2 separate regions of the Rattus norvegicus genome follow, and region 2 is linked to region 1. A link is a contact called in public Hi-C data. All regions are on one chromosome and are shown on one strand. The core of a region is the stretch at or near the end of the contact, and the rest is flanking DNA. Distances in the headings are between cores, read along the strand shown. Region 1 holds the start of LOC134485690 (CRACD-like protein). Region 2 holds the start of Eif4e (eukaryotic translation initiation factor 4E).

Region 1 (2,683 bases), core at 97-2,596:
GCCACAATTAAGGGGAGTCCAGATTAAAACGTTCTGGATTCAGACCACTGGATCATTTGTTTACCTCGCAGAAACTTGGGGATATCCCCCACGGACGGCCACCATCTTTACCTCCCACGGAGAGAGGGGTGCCAGGGAGGAAGGCGACCGGATGGGAAGAGGTGGGCTGAAAAATAACATGGTCTGCCAACCAGTGCCAACCAACCAACCAACGAACCATTTCCCCCCTTGTCCTAGAGAACTCTTTGTCTGGTTGCTGAACACGTTTGTAAGGTCGCAGTAAAGAACCAAAACAAAAGAGTAGGGTCCCAACCTGATTACAATAGGCGCCCCGCACAAGGCAGTGCCAAGCAGAGCACGGTTTGAAGCCGGTGTGCAAGCAGCGGCTCACCTGCTTAGCCAGTAAAACAGGTCTTCCACACCTTCTCTCCTTTGCATGTCTCCGAGGGTTCCTAAAACCCGGCCCGCTGTGTGTCACCCCTTTAAAGAGGGAAGACGTGAGGCACACGCACGCCGAAACATATGTTGACTGATGACTAGTTATTCCACAAGGATACACAGAGAAATAAATCCCTCCACCCCTCACGCCCACTTGGCCAGCCCATTATGCAAAGGGAGCGCTTTACTGCCGGAGAGGAGCATGCAGGACGTGTTATTTACGTGCACATTACAGAGCCACACACCACGGCATCTGCATCCTACACAAAGCCGGAGATGGTGCAAGGAGATACACGCTGAGCACGGCACAGACCAGCCGCGGCAACACCGAGCCAAGCCCTCGGCCAATCAGATCGGCTCTGGAAGGTGGATCTCGGGGTCGGCTCTGCCCGATTAGCCTGCCCCATTATGACACCACGCTCTGCCCAACATCCAGATCCCACGGGAAGCAAATCTAATCCGTGTGCTCCCTCGTTTCTCAAACTGCCGAGCCGTCCTCCCATCTGTACCCAAGCTATTCGCCCCACACACACACCCCCGAAAAAAAAAGAAAGAAAAGAAAGAAAAATGCCACCCTAAGGCCTGGCTGCCCCCTGCCCGGCTCGGTTCCTCTTTTCACCTCCTCCCGGTCCTGGAAAGGATGAAGTGTTTTTCTCTCCCATGCTCGAGCCGGGAAGGCGGAAGGTAGACGCCTCTCGCCGCGACTGGGGCAGGCGCCCCGGGGGCGGCGAAAAGTAAAGGCAGCGACCGCGGCGAGGGACCGTCGCCCACCCACCCTCCACAACACTTGGAAGCCCAGGAGCGCTCCAACTTACCCAAAATATGACATTGAAGCCAAAAATGAAGTATTTGATGCAACAACTGACTTCAGGACCCTTGTAGTGCTTCCCGGACATCCTCTGGGTTCATGAAGACACTTGCCCCGCCAGCCCGAGTTTGGAGCCCCGGAGCACCGCGGCTCGGAGCAGCCCGGCGAGCAGTGGGGCACGCGGGGCTCAGCCGCGCGGACCGAGCGGCTCCGGCACCTCCAGCCGCGGGCCTCCGAGGCCGCCGGGGCGCGGTGGCCGCAGCCTCCGGGAATGCTCGTCGAACCGGCGCGGAGCACAAAGCGGGAGCTCCGCGTCCGTGCGCCAGGCGGCGGGTCCGGCGCTCGGTCCCCGGGCTCCGGGCAAAGGCGGCCGCGCAGATGCCGGCGGAGACGCTGCCCGCCGCCCGCTCGCGCGCCTCCCACCGCTCGCTCCTCCCGCCGCTCGCTCCGCCCGCCCCGGCCCGCAGCTCCGCCCGGCGCCTGGGTCGGCGAGGCGCGCGCGCGCTCGACTCGTGCTCGGGAGCTCCCGAGAGGCGGCCGCACGACGCAGCCGCGCCACCTCTGTCGCGGTCCGCGTGTCCCTCTGTTTCTTCGCCTCCTTGCTCCCCGCCCCTTCTTCCCGATCCTCTAGCCGCCGGGAGAGACAAGGGAGCACCCCTCAGCGCGCTGATTTAGAGGAGCCAGGGTAGAAGGACCGACCCTGGTGGATGAGCTACGGATCCTTTTCTCGGCCACCAGCAGCTCTGGAGGGACCCTTAAAAAGAGAGTGGCTTCGGGGTATGAGGACTGGGTGAGCGCCCGCCTCCTAACACACACGCGCGCTCACACAGACACACAGAGACAGGGTCCTCTAGCTATCTAACCACACCGACCTCCTCCTCCTCCTGCTGCTGCTGCACTATGAGGAAGAGCGGACGCCTTGCCACCCAACAGCAGAGTAGAGTGTCGCGGGTGGGCTTTGTTGAGGTGTTCAAGATGGATCTAGGCCGTTAAAGAAGAGAGAATTGGGGAGTGGGCATCTCAAAGGATACTCTCAATCCCTCCAAGACCAACCCACTCTTCCCAACGGCCAAAGAAATGAACCTCATCCTGCAAATGGAGGTGAGAAAGGGGAACTGGCCCAGAGGAGTCCTGACCCAGGTTCTCATCCAGAGCACGAACTTCTTCCCACCGTTGATGGATATTGTCTAAGGAATATAACTGCTTTCTAACTGAGGAAGCGATCCAGGAGTTACATACAGGACTGTCTTCCTCTGGGAAATGCCAATTGGGTTTGTAGATACAGAGCACTTCAACCTCTGGGAGAGAACAGAACTTAGAGGGAGGAAACTTTGAGAAGGCGGGGGGGGGGGGGGGGGAGCACATGTACCTAGCAGTTATGTGTGTATATTCTTCGGGCACTTTGCACAAGTGCAGGGAAACGGGCACCAGGGTTTT
Region 2 (2,683 bases), core at 130-2,629, 230 kb after region 1:
TCTGGCAAAGGTGGTATACAAAGGTTTCTGGTTGCTAGTCTATGCCTTTTTGCACCTGAGATTTTTATCACACAGGTGTGACATTCTTTAAAAATCTGGGATGGAAGACCAGTGAGCCAGCTGCCGGCAAACCCAAACCACAACAAAAACAACAACAAAAAAAATCACCACCTTCTGGCTACCGGGTTTACCTACGTGATGCTCTCTGTGCATCTTGCTTCAATTAACTTCAAAATAGCGCTTTAATTAAGAGGGAAGCAGTGTAGAGTGAGGAGGAATCATCAGTGGAAAAGCAGATGTTGAGGCGCTTAAGTGATGGTTCGGAAAAGGCTCCTGAATTTCGATTCTCAGGACTCCAAAAGCTGCCCTCTGACCTTCACACTCAAGCCCTGGCTCGCGCCGCTGCCCCCACGCTTAATTTTCCTTCCTTTAATTAAAGAAAAGATAATCTCCAAAGTTCCTATTTCCAAAATTAGTGTTCCTTGAGTATCTCCCAGACGATCTCCTCGCGTAAGAGTAGAAGAATCTACACGGTCCTCGGAGGCGTGCGCACTGCGCCGGGAGGATGAATGAATGGAAGCCCGGCGCGTGTGAAATGCAGGTCTACGGCCAGCCGACCCGCTGGAGCGAACTGTAGGCCTCGCTCCTCCCCCTTCCCTCCTCCATGACAGCCCAGTCCCGGCGTGGAGGGGCCAGGACAATGTGATCACCTTCTCGGCCGGCCCCCTTCCCCGGCCCCCGGAGGTGCGCGACACGACCCCTGGGCGTGCTCTCCACTCAACGCCACAGCCCCCAGCTCCCCGCGGGACGCGCTCCCCTTCTTGCCGCGCCCCGCCCGCCCGGCCCCGCGCGCCCACCGGCTCCGCCAACCCACCCTCCTCCACAGCTTGAGAGCGCGGCCCGCACGAGGACCCCGGCGGCGGGGCGCGGGCGACGGCGAGGCGCCGCTGCCTCAGGCTCCCTCTGACTCTTTCAGGCCAGCTCGCCGCCCACCCGCCCCGCCAACCACGGTGCCCGCTAGGAGCCGCCCGCCCCACGCCCACCGGGACCCCAGACCGATCCCGCGCTGGCGGCCCGAGCCGCCCTCCGCCGGCCGCACCGCAGGGCCGCGCGGCGCCCCTCCCCCACCGACCCGGTGCCCGGGCCCCCACACGGCGTGTGCGCTCCACGCTGCCGCCGCCAGCCTCCCGGCGCCGAGGCTGCCCGCGGAAGGTCAGGCCGGTGGGAAAGGGGCAGGACGCGGCCGGAGGCGCTGTGCGCGCCGGGAACGCCGTCCTGCGGACAGTCCCTGAGCGGAGGAAGCCAGAGCGCGGGGACCTCGGGGGTGGGGGCCGAAGGCAATACTCACCGGTTCCACAGTCGCCATCTTAGATCGATCTGATCGCACAACCGCTCCTGAAGGGGGGGCGAGAGGAAAAAAATGAGATTCAAACCGGATTGGCCGGCTCCTGCCCACGTGACGGACGTGTCCGTTTGGCCCTGGCGGCGCCTGCGCAAGACTGCAGCTGCTTGGGGAACAAGAGGCTTCTGGGAAGTGGAGTCTCTTTTTTTTTTTTTTTTTTTCTCTTAAGGCAAGGAAGTTTTTTCTCCCAAAAAAAAAAAAAAGTGATCACGTGGTCGCTGGCGAGGGTGCGCGGCTCCCAGCGCCGCCCGCACTTCCTGCAGAGTAGGTTTTAGGCCTCTGCGGTGCAGCGGGCAGAGCTCCGGTTGCTCTCACTGCTGGGCATTCCTGCTGTGCCCTCTGTCGCCCAGTCCTCCCATCTTTCCTAGAAGGTTGAGAACTGCAGGCTCAGCACACGCAAGAAGGCTTCATTTGCTTAGCTGAGGTCCTAAGACAAGTTGCTTGTGTTTTTATTTAGTTTTCTTTTCGCCTCCCACCATTTTCTCTTGGTTTCAGAAAGAGGCGGCGATGGAGAGTCGTTGATGAGGTCTGCGTTCCCCCGTCCCCGGTCCACTAACGCGGGTGGTCCCTTGCTGCCATCGCTGCCCAAGCGGGTGGGCGGGCTTGCCCACGGTACCCACTCACACGCTTGGGGAAGGGGAGTGCACGCGTCGGCTTTTCCTGTTCCCAGTCCTGAGATGAAGGCGTCAGGGGTGAATCTTGCTGGACGTAAAAAGTTTGGAAAGTTCTGTCCAATCGGTTCCAGTATTCTGCTTGGACGTGAACGGAAATAGCCTACGTCCAGGTGCCAGCCAGGGAAGCCACTCCGGGCTCCGCTGACTCAGCCCTGGACTGAGGGTCAGGAGTCGTTAAGCCGGGTCAACTATGACTCTTGACGTTGACTCATGCTCCTTAGGCGAGTGACTTAATCACTCAGCGCCTCAGCTTTTTCATTTATGAACCAAAGATGATAATACACTTACCTCACAAGGGTGTGCTGTGGTAAGGACTGTAACCAGCTTTGAAAACGCTTCGGAATCTAGAAGCAAGCGCGTGCCTTCTAAGCACCGGCTGCCTCCGCCTCCGCTGCTGTTTTAACAATTTTTTTTCTTGACCCTGGGTCTCCTGTAGCGCACGGTGGCTTTGAACTTAAGATGTAGGGGAGGATGGTCTTGAACTGTTGATCCTCCTGCCTCCACCTCCCTGTCAAAGTACTGGGATTACTGGCACGTGCTGGTAGTGGGGGCGGGGAGAGCCCTTTTTTGCTGAGAGGGATGGAACTCGGGGCTTCGGAGTGCTAAA

Evidence for each region. Hi-C and Micro-C count contacts between places; a contact is called where the count stands out from the background.
Region 2: a contact with region 1 is called in a Hi-C map of frontal cortex, with 1.7 times the contacts expected there. The contact joins the promoter of Eif4e here to the promoter of LOC134485690 in region 1. A contact is called at or near these places in 1 of 12 Hi-C or Micro-C datasets (frontal cortex) and 1 of 1 datasets of contacts at active chromatin or transcription factors (oligodendrocytes).

The regions. Positions count from the first base shown.
Region 1 is chr2:229,966,232-229,968,914 of GRCr8, reverse strand. It overlaps LOC134485690 (CRACD-like protein), which reads left to right and starts at 1,346. Exons shown (of 3, transcript XM_063282750.1): 1 at 1,346-2,347. The coding sequence starts at 1,346. The coding sequence ends at 1,921. Tspan5 (tetraspanin 5) reads right to left here and starts at 1,339. Exons shown (of 8, transcript NM_001004090.2): 1 at 1,254-1,339. The coding sequence starts at 1,334.
Region 2 is chr2:229,739,449-229,742,131 of GRCr8, reverse strand. It overlaps Eif4e (eukaryotic translation initiation factor 4E), which reads right to left and starts at 1,379. Exons shown (of 7, transcript NM_053974.2): 1 at 1,349-1,379. The coding sequence starts at 1,366. It overlaps Mir1956 (microRNA 1956), which reads right to left and starts at 2,237; the gene lies at 2,175-2,237.